3 separate regions of the Gossypium hirsutum genome follow, and all the other regions are linked to region 1. The links are chromatin contacts, called in public Hi-C maps. All regions are on one chromosome and are shown on one strand. The core of a region is the stretch at or near the end of the contact, and the rest is flanking DNA. Distances in the headings are between cores, read along the strand shown. Region 1 has its middle 17 kb from the start of LOC107959996. Region 2 holds the start of LOC107962848 (copper-transporting ATPase PAA2, chloroplastic). Region 3 has its middle 5.9 kb from the start of LOC107963569.

Region 1 (4,678 bases), core at 1,394-3,893:
ATGTACAACACTATAATTCAAACTCTTATCAACAACAAAGACAGTAGAAATAGAAACCAAATTGTGCGTTGAGAAAATACTTGAAGTGCATTTGAACTGATGTTAATGCAACGGAGTGCGACACAATTGGACACTGTTATGGATGACAGCGTGGAACTTTGAAAATTCAAGTCAGCAAATCTGCATGGAAGAAATTATATATTATTATAAAAGAAAAAGAAGAAGATTGGAAATAAGAAGGGAAGTCAATAGAATAGCCATATACTTTCGACAATGAACCAGTCGAATTTTCTGCAAACGAGGAAGATCCAATGACACTGATGTCAACATGTGGCAATTATCAAGCTCCAACTCCTGCAACAGAGAGCAGAATCAGTACGGATGGCTAGAAATCTTTAATAGAGATAGCAAAGGCATCTGACAATTTATATATACACGAGAAAAAAGATTCAAACCTCCAACATATAACTATAAGCTATTGCAGCCATTGAAGCCAAAGTGATACCCTCGCAGTTGTCAAGCTTAAGAACCTTCAACATCGGTAGTCTTACAGACTTCACAAACAAGTAAATGCATCAAAATAAACCCAAAAAGCAACACCAATTAGATCTAAATTAACCATTTGCAAAAACAGACCTCAAGTGATATGTTAGGACAATATGACGAATTCAGAACATGAGGATTAGAGCAAGTGAGAGCTATTTCCCGCAATGGTTCATCGCTAACACAAGAACAATTTAACATGTCTAAAGACTCTAATTGGGGGCAAGAAGTCACTATCAAACGGATTGCTACATCTGTAAGTTTGTGGCAAGCACTTATATCAAGCAGATTTAAAAGAGGACAATTAAGGGCTGCCTGTGCCATATTACTGCGTTTCAAAGACAAACTTTTTAGTAGTGGGCACCTGCAAAAGATCAGATGTCAGCATAGAGAATGACCAGATTGACATCACAATATACTTTAAAATCAAATCAAGACTTTGTTTCACCTGATGGATATACGCATCACACGGCATTTAGTTAATTTCAGATCACATAATCGATCATGGTTAATAAGTACCTCTTGAACACCATCATCAAGAATAGCATCATTCACATCCAAACTCCTCAACATACTACACTCGGTCAACGCATGGAAAAAAGCATCACCTAGTTGGCTTTTTCCCAATGTTAAAGCCTCCAGATTTCTGCCAATTGGAAAATTTATTCAAATTAACAGGAGGCTATGCAAAATTCATTTTATTAGAGAACATAAAATATAGTGACAAAATATTACCATAACGAATAGACAGCTTTCATAACAAGAAGGTGGATAATTGGAGTTCCACTCAGATTCACTTCAGTGGCATTAGGATATCGTTGACACATGTCCTCAACTGCAAAATCAAAATGCAACATTATTGCAGTTCAGCATCAAATTTCATCACAACAATGGACTACTTTTGCTCATGCAAAATAATGTAATGAACAAACAATTAATAGAGATTGAGCTATTTATGAAGATCTGTAACATATGACGTGAGTATTCTCTTGCTCAGGAAGCAAGCACCAAACATGTTAATTCTCAATTTATAAAAGATAAAAGCGCAACTGATATATAATTGCATACTCATAAAGTTTTCTTATCTGAAAAAAGAAAGTGTCAAATTTAATCAATTTCTGAACTTCATTTGCTTGGAATACACTGTATAAACCAAATGAAAACGAAGTAAAGATATTAAGTAAATCTAAAACTCACATTTTTCAAGAGATCTACTCCGGTTTTCAAAGTTCAAACACCTCCAAAAATCCTCATGAGCACTAGCAGATCGCCACTGCCTACAAACCATGGCTGAGTTGCAAAGATTCCGATGATCCAAGAACGAGAACACCTGAAAACAGGAAAAACAAACAAAAAGGTTCAATAAGATTAAACAATACAAAAATTATAAAAAAAAACTAACATATAATGTAGATTATACAAACTGCCTACCATATGCAATAAATCGTCGGTCAGATCCATTCGAATTTCAGAATCTTCAGCTCTCAAATCACCCTCATTTTCCTCATCTTTCCCACCATTACCATCAAAACGATGCCCATCACTCCCACTATTCAACATGAAATTGTGATAAAATACCCCTTTATTGGATGAAATCGATGAGCATTGGTGGTTATTATACTCTCTCGGTACTAATGAGTAAGAAGTGCTCTCACTGCAGTGAAAAACTTTGCAGAATAAGTACCGCAACAAATTAATTTCTTAACTAATTTTGCCTACATTTGTCCAGTTAACTCACTGATAAACAGTGTAGACTTTGGCTCGTTTATGGTGCGAATCATGGTAGTCAGAATCTTCAACGGCAGTTGAAGCGGAGGCGCTAGTCTCACCCTGGGAAGGACGCGAGCAGCCAACCAATGGGAGCGACTTAGCATCAACCCAATTGCCACCGCACCTCATGGCGGCGGACATTTCTTCAAACAACAAGAATGTCTCGTCTCTCTGTCGTCGACTGTTAAGTGTTCTGTTTACGGAGAATGCAAATCGATCTGGGGCGACGGTGACACTGGCGGGAGCTTCTTCGTCGCCGTCATTTACAATATTCTCCTCAATGTCGTCAGCATTTGCCAAAAACCCTTCCTTCATGGTTGTCTTCTTCGTCGTCGATAAACCAGAGGCAGCATTAAATCCTCATGCACCAAACCCTCCACGAAAACAATATAAACCCCTAACTCACCACCTTACACCTTCCATCATCCACCCCCCCCCCCAAAAAAAAGAAAAAAAGCTCCGGCCTCTTAGGAACCCTAGAAAATTTTCAAAAAAAAAAGAAGAAGAAGATTTCGAAAGTTCAATCTTTTAGAAAATCCAAAGAAGAATCGATTGATACGTACGAACCAACAGACGGAGATGTAAAATATACAGAGAGGGAACGAACATCACCGGATCTGGTCTAGTAAAGTAAAATTCACTTCTTTTTTAGCAAGCATGAAAATAAACAAATGGACCGGCGCTAATTGATTAAATAATCTGAGTGATTTTTCAAAAAAAAAAAAGAAAAAGAAAAAAAGAACCCAATGCTTTAAGTTTTGTTAAGGAAAAATAGGTTAAAATTATTATTACTCCTCTCTTGTATAGATTTTGAGATTTTGCATTTATACTTTAAAAGTTAAAATTTAATCTTTTTACGTTTTTAATTTAAAAATTGTAAATTAAACATCATCGTCATTAATAGTTTTTATCAACATTTACTAATTTAATATTTTTTATTAATTATATTTCATATTATATGAGGACCACTTAATTAAAATTTTAAGTTGTAAATTTTAATAAAAAATACTTATAATTGAGATTTTTACATAAAAATAGAAGAACTAATTTTTAAACTTTTTAAATGTAGGAGCTAAACATTAAATTTAGTCTAAATATAAAAACTAATAGCAAATTTTAATGGAAAAATAGCATGAAATACAATTTTCAATTTTAACCGTTATAAAATTGAATTAAAATGTGTGATGAAAATTAAATTTAGTATCATTTTTAAAACATAGAAATATCAATTTAAACATAGAAATTTAATCCATACAACTGTAAGTAAAAGGAAGGCTAACACGTGTCCGACCGATTTTTATTTTTATTTTTTACATTTTAAATCTATACAATTATATATATAAGGGCCTTCCTCAACTGACTTGTGTCACATCAGTGTCTTTTTACATTTTAAATATGGTTCAAATTTAATTTTAGTCTCTCTATTATGCTTAAACTTGATATTTAATTTTTATATTTTAATTTCTAATATCATTTGATCACTATATTTTTATAATATTATTATTTAATCCAAATAATCAGTAATATTAATTTTTCCATTAAAATGTTAGCTTCTCATTTTTTTGGGTTTGACTTGCCTTTTTTTTAGTATTAAGACAATGGTCAAATTTTAGTTTTAATCATTTTATTATGTTGAAACTTAATATTCAATCTATATATTTCAATTTTTATGTAGCTTGGTCCCTCTACTTTGTAGTGTCATTATTTAATCTAAATAGTTAATATTATAAATTATTTCAATCAAAATGTTGGCGTCAATTTATTTTAAGAATACTATTCCAACAAAAGAAAAATTATTTTATCATAACAAATTCGAAGGCGTATTTTTATGAAAAAAATCTACTTCGGCATTTTCAATGTTATTTTTTGTTACATGGCTACCAGTGACAGAGCCAAAGGGGCAGGTAGGAGCCCAACCCCCTAAAATGGAAAATTTTCTATTTAGACAGTTTATAATTTATAAAATTTTAAATTAATAATAGTAAAATTACACTTTGGGCCCAAAAATAATAAAAATTTTATTTAATCCTTTAAAAATTATAAATATATAGTCTATTAAAATGGTAAATTACATCTTTACTATCGTAAAAATATACAATTTAATTTCGACGCAAAAAGAATTTTCTGGCTTCGTCACTTATGACTACTAAGTGTTTTTTCTTTTTAACTTTCAAAATTACACATCAATTAATTTAATAAAAGAATTTTAATGATAATAACAATCGAATCTGAATTTTTTACTCTAAAACATAAAAGGATTAAATTCCTAAAAATAAAAATAGTAGAATTAAATTTTAAATGTACTAAGTGTATTAAGATTTATAGTATATTTTAATATTTATTTTATTAAAAGATATATTTATCA
Region 2 (4,678 bases), core at 924-3,423, 380 kb before region 1:
GACTTCCACCTAAGTAGCTTCTGCATATTAAAAATAGTGAATCAACAGATGTGAGAAAAAGGAAACTTATCTCGAAGCAGTTGGCAGATACAGCAGAACCATGATATCAAAAATAAATATTGCAGAGTATAAGTAAGGGAAATCACCGGCTCGTCAAAGAATGAAGCATCCCATTTAAGCCCAGGGTTAAGAAGTGAGACCTACAAGGCAAGGCAAATATAAGGACCAACAGATCTTAGCAGATTGATTCCATGATGCTATATTAAGAAAACTAAATCTCAGCTTTCAAACCACAAGGAAAGAAAGAATGAAAGAAAGAAAGAAATTTCTCACTGCACTAATGATAAATGCAACAATTGATCCAAAACCCACAAGAGAATTCATATTGGGAGATCCTTTCTTGAATGCCAATAATCCATCAACTAGCAAATCTGCAAAACATTTTTTGAGAACTTTGATCAAAGTCAATCTTTACTCCCCGGTCACTACAGCATTAAGACACTTTAGAAAGAGTTTTGCTAGTAACTGCCTAAAGACCAAGGAATATCTTCCTTAAATATGGGTTTTGTTTGGAAAATTAGCTATCAAAATAGTTTAAATTGTGAGATAAAACACATTTAAGTATAACTAATATTATTACACCCAAGATTTTACATTAAAAAATATTTATAAAATATATCAATAAATTATTATCAGTGGAGTGACAAGGGTCTTTTATATGAATTTGTTGGTCTTGTGGTCAATTTGCAAATAATTTTTTTTAGTTATTTTATTTGAATTTTATATAAGAGTATGAAAAGATGAAAACACTTTTAAAGTAATACTGATTACCCTTTAAAGTAAAGGTATTTTAGTAACTCACAGCCTGACACCAACTCAATCAGCCACTTTATATATACTATAGATAGATATTATGATTATTTTTCAAATTCATGAATTTGTGGAGGTATTTTTCACGGTGAATTTGAAATTTCTAAAGGCATTTGTGAATTTGACATGCAAGTTTCTATACATTTCAAATACATATCATATTAAATATTTAACTAATTTATGGTATGCAATTCATCCTGACAACTTATATAACAAACCAAATATAAATCCAAAATTTTCTAATTCATATATCCAAACATAGAATTTTTTACATGCCGCCTAAATGTTAATGCATGTGAAAATAAGGGATAAAACAACAAACCTCTTCCTGGACCCAACAAAGCCGTTAAAGCCAATCCTCCTTTGACATAAGAATTATGAAGGATTTCCAGAAACGATCCTGAATCAAACATAATTAAACCATAGGCGTCATTATCACATATCAAATTTAAATAAGAAATTGAATTGCATTAAATTAAATTACCATGGCCGAAATGAATCCCTGGGGAGTGCAAAATATGTGAAGCATGAGCTCCACAACAAAGCGCCACCAAAGTCCAAGCAAAAGCCACTCGATTCCTACTCTTCACCAACAATTCCTCTTTCTTCTTCAACATTTCCTGCCACTTCCTCATGTTCTCCGCGATTCCAGTCCCCGAAACCCTCATCTTAGCCATGAACCCGCACTCGCTCACCCTCTGAGCTATACTCTCCGCAACACTCTCCGCGGTTTCCCTCTCCATCACCTCCCGCTTCAACTTGATCGCCGCCGTCTCGGTCAACAAGTTGACCACTACTGATTCGACTCGCTCGTCGGAAGAGATAACCGATTTGACTCGGGACACACATCCGCCGCACATCATCCCGTTGACATCGAGGAGAACCGACGGGTCTTTAAGCTTCTGTCCTACCGGCTGTATAGATGATTCCTCCGACTCTAATCTAGTCTCCAGTGAACTGAACAAGACGAATCCAGGAGTTGACCGAGGCTGACAATGGAAACGACCGCGAGGGCATCGTTTTAGCAAGCCAAAGCGGTCAGCTTTGAGTTTCGCGCCATTACCGAGAGAGAGCTTTGGCCGATTTAATACAGTGAGTCTTAACAGATCCCCCGCCATTGCCATTGTTTGTTCGCATAAGGAGTTTCTTTTTTTCTTAGAAAAAAAAAAGGATGACCAAAGAAATGCACTGAGAAAGATTTGAAGACAATGATGTTGATCCTTGTTGAAAGTTGAAACGCAGAGGACCGTAGCTGAATTTCCTTTTAGAACATTATCCAATTATAATCCGCCATGTAATCTTGAAACTGTATCCGCACGTTTTTTTGTATGCTATTATTGAACTGAACTTCACCTAACCTTGTGGTCGAAATTCGACAACAGCAATTGAGATATTCAATTTACTTAAAATTCCAAAACGCTGCGTTTTAATCCATTACACTTGGGGCTAGGTCACCATTGTTAAAAATTGCTTTTCAAAACGATACGATTTGTTAATTTCAAATGTTGTTCACTGTTATTAAAAAATATATTTTTTAAATATGATATTGGAACTTAAAAAATAAGTTAAATAGTATTTAAATAATTTAATAATTTAATATATAAAATATAAAATTTAAATAGTTTTAAAGCAATTAATATAAATTATTTGTAAACTTTAATTTAAACATATAAACTATATTAGAGAAAAAAAAATTTTATTAATTTACATGCTCATTGCTCTTGTTTTAGAATAATTTACATGTTCATTGCTAAATGCTAAGTTCAAGCTTAAAAATATATTTGAATGATATGGATTCATTTAGTTGTATATTATGTCACAATCAATTAAATTTCAATTTGTTGGGATGAAATAAATGAGGATATTTTGACAATTTTACATTCACAAGTCAAAAGCCAAAAGCTTTATTTTTTTAGCTTTTGAGGTTGAGTCTAAAAGCTAGTAAAATGTAACGATTTGGTTTCTAGTAGTATTAGAAAATGTAGTTTTAGAATTTCGTTTTCGTAAACTAAATCCGTAATATTTAATAGAGATATTTGTAGAGTTATTGTATTGATTAATTGAAATTTAGTTAAGTGATTTAATCGAAATTGTGAGTAATTAAGGCTTAGGGACTAAATTGTAAAAGTCTAATTACTATATATTTTTAATTAGAATAAGGCTTGGAGACTTAAATTACAATTAACCAAAGGACTATAATAGAAAACATACCGATTTTAAATATATGTTAGTGGGCATTGATGGATGGCGTCATTTACTTAATTTAATTATTTATTAAGCTTAAATAATTAAGGTTAATTTAATTAAACTAGTTTAATTAAATTAAAACCATAGTATAAAATGCAATTAGAGGAAAGAGAGATGAGAGTTTCATCTTCTTCATCTCAACAAAAAAGAAACATAAAAGGAAAACACTATTTTTGCTAACTTTGAAGCTCTTGGCTAAATAAGTCCCTAGTCATTTTTTATTAATTTTTATAGATTTGAGGTCATAGGGGCTTGAACTAGCTAACACATGTATTAAATTGTGAAACTGTCAATGTTTTATAAAGTTTCCATAGTTGAGAAATTGATGAAATTTGTGAGAATTTGATAGAAATTAAGATTAGTTTAAAAAGGACTAAATTGTAAAGTTTAATTAATAGTTTGTACAATAGGGATCAAATTGAATAAAATGAAAAACTATTATGAAATCTTGGTAGGAATAGGAAATAGAAGGTCCCTAATGAAAATAGGTGAAATCGAATTTTAATTTGAGGGTTTAGATTGAAAGTTATGCTTGTCTCGGGTTTAGAGACTAAATAGAATAAATTGCAAAATATGTGTGACTTTGTAATTGGTTGTGATTTGAATTGGAATTTGATGTTGTGTACTCTTGGATTATTATTCGTAGCTAAAGACGACGCAGGGCCGTCAAAAGGGAAAAGAAAGACGAGAGCCAACAACAAGTAACTTGAGTCTTCGGTTTGTATTTCTATTATTTGAATCATTTTAATTGTTTCATATTTATATTGTTTTGCATAGTATGATATTGAGGTGAGTTGAAATTGATTATTTGATTTGAATTATTATGATTGAGATTGCTTGTTGAAATAGAGGACTAAATTAAACAGAACTGAAACTAGTGTAACTTGATAAAAATATGAAATTGGCCTTGAATTGGATTGAATCATGTTATGTTATGTAATGAAATGATGAATTGGATAATTAGTTACCCTATTAACTTGATGTCCACGAAACCAACTAAAAATGCAACAAAAGTAAATGCACCTATCGATAAATATCGTTCCCATAAGGACTAAAAGTACTAGTAATTACCGTCTTTCTATTATTTAACTGACAAATTGAAGTGATTGAATTAAACTAAAATTAACTAAATTAATTAACTAAGAACTCGGCAAAGAACAAATCGGGAAAATAATTGAATAATAACCAGGAAGCAAAACAATATCCATGAAAGAATCCACCTAAACTGCATTTGTCATTATCAATCTAAATTAAAAAATTTATTCACTTAATATCTTGATCCATAGAAATCCCTAAATTATGTTAATATCTTCAAGACTAAAAACAACTGACTCTAGGTTGATTAATTGAAATTCCTTTCTAATTAAAACCATTATTATCGCATTAACTCGATCTATGAATTCCCCTATTAGATTTGACTCTAATACGGTAGATTTATGTAATCCTATTTCTAGGATTGCATGCAACTCCACTCAATTATGCTAGATCTACTCTTAAACAGGGTCTATTCCTCCTCTGAATTAAGCATATCAAACATGAATTAAAAATCCAAAAATATTAA
Region 3 (4,678 bases), core at 1,353-3,852, 310 kb after region 1:
TTATACCAAACCAAATAACACATAATATGGCATAAATAGGCATTCAACCAACCTCAACCAAGCATAAATCATACCATTTCAATATCAATATATACAAGGCACACAAATACCACAATATGCCATTCAATTTCATACCAAACCTCACTTTCACAAATCATCAATGTGGACACTTCCAATTATGCATCATTTTGCCTAAACTCATAAGCATGCCAATTCTCAAATATCAACCATTTACCACATCATTTGCATAGCAATTATCAACATAAGAAAAAGGCGATTTGCATATATATATACACAACCAAATCAACCAAAATAAGCCAAATCTCATGGCTATATACAAAGTCAAACACTAAACATTTACAAGCCAATCCAAATGGTTAAATTCATTACCAAACTATATACCAAAATGACCAAAGCTCCTATACATGCCATATATCCAAAAAACATAGATTTAAAAGTTCCAAAGTGATAGCTTGATAGTGTGATGAGGTCTCCGACGATTCCCAAATCCGAGCTAGCTTTGATTTCACTGTAAAACACGAAAAAATAAACAATATAAACTATAAAGCTTAGTAAGTTTGTATAAAAGTATAACGCAACTTACCATATATACACAATTTAAGAAATTTAAACATAATATAACATATCTCATAATGTTTCACCAACCTACCACATTTTCATTCACCAAGTTAATTATGAATTTCATAAATTTTCTCATTTCAATGCTTATACTGTTCATGTATATACTTGTACCGTCTCGTATCAAATTCATATTCAACCACATCTCTAATATACCCGTTGAACCATTTAGAATACTATCGGATACTTGGAATCTCGCACCCTAAGTGCCACATATATAGCCGAGGCTATCTCAATCTCATATCACATATAATGCTCACTCTCGAGCTATCAACAGGTCTGCTCACACAAGCTAACGGTCATGACGAAACTACACAGTACTGCTCACACAAGCTGACGAGTATCCGCAACACATGTTGGATAACTCAGCCACCGGTAGGACGTACGGACCAGCACCCAAATCACATAATCTCTAATTACATATCATTCGTATCCTAATCTCCTCCTAAGGTTCAACCAGGATTTCACTTTTTTCGAATCAACGTCAAATATGTCTGCAAGGTCGTATTCACAATTTATTCAATATTAAAACATTTAAAACACAATTATAATAATGTTTGTTAAAATACGAACTTACCTCGATTGCAAAAACGAAAAAATAAGTTAATTAGTCTGATACTTTGTTTTTCCCCCGATCTAAATCTGAATTTCGCTTTTCTTGATATGCTTAAGAAAATGTTGGCCGAATGCTCTCTCCCTTTCTCAACAACGGTGGATGATTCTTAGGTTAAAAATTATGAAGAAGATGATATTTTATTTCATCTTTTATTATTTACACTAAACTTATTTTATCTAATTACAAAATTAACCTTAAAAAATAATTCAATTTACAACATTACCAAACCATTATCATCGACTATCATATTATTGGCTATTTACCATATAAGGACTTTTACTTTAAGGTTCTATAGCTATTAGGCACCTTTAACTAATAGAACACAAGTTTTACATTTTTCGCGATTTAGTACTTTTTATCAAATTAAGCATTCAAACGATAAAATCTCTTAACGAAATTTTCACACAATCATACAATCATAATGTAGACATTAAAATAATAAAATAAATATTTTGATATCAGATTTGTGGTTCCAAAATCACTATTCTGATTTAACTAAAAATAAATTGTTACAGATAGTGAACCAATATTCCTATGCACCATCCTATCCTTCTTATTGACAACTTGTATCAACAATCCTCTTGAAACATTAGTAATAAGTTTTTTTTTTTAAAATTTAATGGTCAACTTCTATAGAAGCTCCCTATACAATACATTTTTAGTATGTTTAGTTCTTATAATATAAATTAATCATTTTTAGTGATTCTACTTTTTGGATATATACGTTTTCATTAATGAAGTAAACTCTTTTCGTTAATTTCTTCAAATTTAAAGCGACTTATTTTTTACAAGTGTGATGATATGTACTTCGACATTTTTTGCAATTAGATAAATATTGTAAATTTTCTCTTTTTTATCTTTCTAAATGTGAAAAAAAAAAGGAAGTTTAATTATACAAAGATATGTGTCACATCATAGCATTTTAAAAAATAAAAAATCACATAAAATTAACAAAAGAAAATAAACTTACCATTGAAAATACACATTGGAAAATAAAGAAATTTAAAATATTCAATTCATAGGACTAAATCATATATATAATAAAGAGATGACTTTTTTTATGCTAAACAGTTGTATTCCACTTGATTAAACTTTTAATGTTCACCAAAAAGACAATAAATTTTAAACAGCAAAACCACAAAAAAAAAAGGAAAAGCAAAATCAAAACCATAACCATAAATACAAAATTATGTCGTGAGAATCCAAACTGAACCATTTGGGGATTTCCTCTCCTTGGAGACCCTTCTTTCGTTCATTGCTCTATTTCCCCTGAAAGCCGATCATCCCTTCCCGTTAGCTCTTTTTTCTGTTCGCCAACGAATTTTTATCTGCTAGTTCCATCAGCTTTCCTTTTCACTGCTTATCCCACACCACTAGATCGATTGCCTTTTCCGTCGTGGTAATCGTCCTTATCCATCGGGAATATTGGCACTCGTGACCCAGACTGCCTTCTATCTCTCTCCACCTCCTTCATAACAAAACCTGGCACCTCATCAACTAGGTAAGTTGTTTCCCCCATTCTTAGTCCCACTGTAGCCAAGATGTGTGCCGATTCATCATATTAGATGGGGATTGCTTCTGACCCTCATGCATCACTCGATACCTCTCCAGTCAGATAGCACAAGCTAACACCTTTCATTGCTCTCTGGAACCCGTCTCTATCAAATAAGTTATCCATTCCTTATACTCTAAATTGCTCACCTCCTGTGGCCATGTAATACCCAACTTGTTCCAAATTTCTTTTGCAGCTATACATTCACGAAAAGCATGCTTAAGAGTTTCATCGGCGTTTAAGCATTTGGGGCCCTCTGTTCTATTCCCAAGTCTCCTAATAGCTAGATTACTTAGAGTAGGAATAATTTGTTAAAACTTTGTTTCCACGCCAACTTTGCTTCTTCTTCTTTTTTAAATAACTTCTCCATTCTTGATTTATCGCATAAATAGTATAAAAAAAGAGATTTTTTCTGGTTTTTTTATCGTAGATAATACAAAATTAATATTTGAATTCCTAAATGGTATGTCAATACCATTATTGACCGCATCCGAACGTATTAATGTCTAGAGTATGAATATTGTAACAAAAGATATATAAATGAGGCGATGTCTACAAATATACGAGTCAAGTTATAATATGGTTACAACAAAGTAAGTAAGTACTCCGAGAATCGTATTCAACGGATTACAATTTGGGGAAAATTGTTATCAAACCAATTACCGAAAATAATTACTAATCTACTTTTGAGTCATGAATTAGTAGTGTTAATATGGAAGTAAGATGATGATAATATTAATAAACTAAATAAATTTAATTAAACTTAAATCTACTCTTAAATTTATGTATCGACTTCTCATATCCTTTATTTCGACTATACGAGTTCCTTTAGCCTAGATTCAATTGTTTCGTCTAATTAATTATTGATGTAGAGCTCTGATCAGTCAACTAGTCATTACCCTAGTAGAATCTTTCGGCACGTCCACTAGAACAATGAGTCGGTAATAACTACTTATCTCTCGACCTCACAATCCAGACTGGTGCAGGGCTAAGGTGTTCATGGATAGGCCATATCAATTTTGGGTTAATTTTCACCTAAATGACTTCTTAGGGTCATCAAGCCTAGGTTGAAGTTCTTCCTCTCCCAAACAGCTAATCTGATAAGAAAATCCTACCTTTCAATCAATTAATAAGATTAATACATTTTAAACCTATGAAATATAGATAAAATATAAATTGATTATAATCTTTACACAAACATTCAACTAGCAATGTTAAGAAAGAGATATAAAGAATAGAATAAGGGAAAGAGATGCTCATGGATTTATTGATGAAAGCGTAGCTCTGTTACAATCTCCACTCCCAAAAGTCTCACTTCGGAATAGGATTCTCCGGCTACAATAATATAAAATAACCTAAGTAAAAACTAAAAACAAAATAGAAACCTTAAGCATATTTTTTGTCTCCCTAAAATTGTATGTTTAAGCTGATTACAATAGTCTTTATTTAGGCTAAACTAGAAATATTAAAGTGCCTAAAATATTCTTGAAGTCCTTAGTTAGTTTGAGATTTTTAACAACATTTTTACATGTTTTATATATTTTGTGTAGAAAAAATATTATTTAATGTTATTTGAATGAATTAGATTTAAAGATCGCATGTTGAATTTTTCGTATGTATAATAAAATAAAAAATTTATTTTTGTAATTGTAATTTTTTTGTGAACCAAACTATTTAGTATTTTTGTAATGATATAATTTTGATATTATTTTTCTATTAAGTTGATTTGCATTCTTTTGTATTATCTTTACATGTTTTGGTAATAATTGAAAATGTTTAAACTTTAATTTATTTTTTTCAAACTGCAGATATCCAAGTAGGTTCTTTGATCACAGAAGATGATTACACAACAAATAAGATTAATGTGATGA

What was found. Hi-C and Micro-C count contacts between places; a contact is called where the count stands out from the background.
Region 2: a contact with region 1 is called in a Hi-C map of leaf, with 2.0 times the contacts expected there. The contact joins the promoter of LOC107962848 here to the enhancer-like site in region 1. A contact is called at or near these places in 6 of 34 Hi-C or Micro-C datasets (leaf and petal).
Region 3: a contact with region 1 is called in a Hi-C map of leaf, with 2.9 times the contacts expected there. The contact joins two enhancer-like sites. A contact is called at or near these places in 6 of 34 Hi-C or Micro-C datasets (leaf and petal).

Annotation. Positions count from the first base shown.
Region 1 is chrA06:26,460,431-26,465,108 of Gossypium_hirsutum_v2.1, reverse strand. It overlaps the pseudogene LOC107959998. Among protein-coding and RNA genes, the nearest start is that of LOC107959996, 17 kb to the left of the region's middle. Within about 2 kb of position 2,643, at least 5 of the 9 cell types and tissues checked have an H3K27ac peak or open chromatin away from gene starts, as enhancers often do.
Region 2 is chrA06:26,835,005-26,839,682 of Gossypium_hirsutum_v2.1, reverse strand. It overlaps LOC107962848 (copper-transporting ATPase PAA2, chloroplastic), which reads right to left and starts at 2,173. Exons shown (of 18, transcript XM_016899391.2): 1 at 1,355-2,173; 2 at 1,193-1,270; 3 at 334-431; 4 at 147-200. The coding sequence starts at 1,994.
Region 3 is chrA06:26,146,510-26,151,187 of Gossypium_hirsutum_v2.1, reverse strand. No RefSeq gene overlaps it. Among protein-coding and RNA genes, the nearest start is that of LOC107963569, 5.9 kb to the right of the region's middle. Within about 2 kb of position 2,602, at least 5 of the 9 cell types and tissues checked have an H3K27ac peak or open chromatin away from gene starts, as enhancers often do.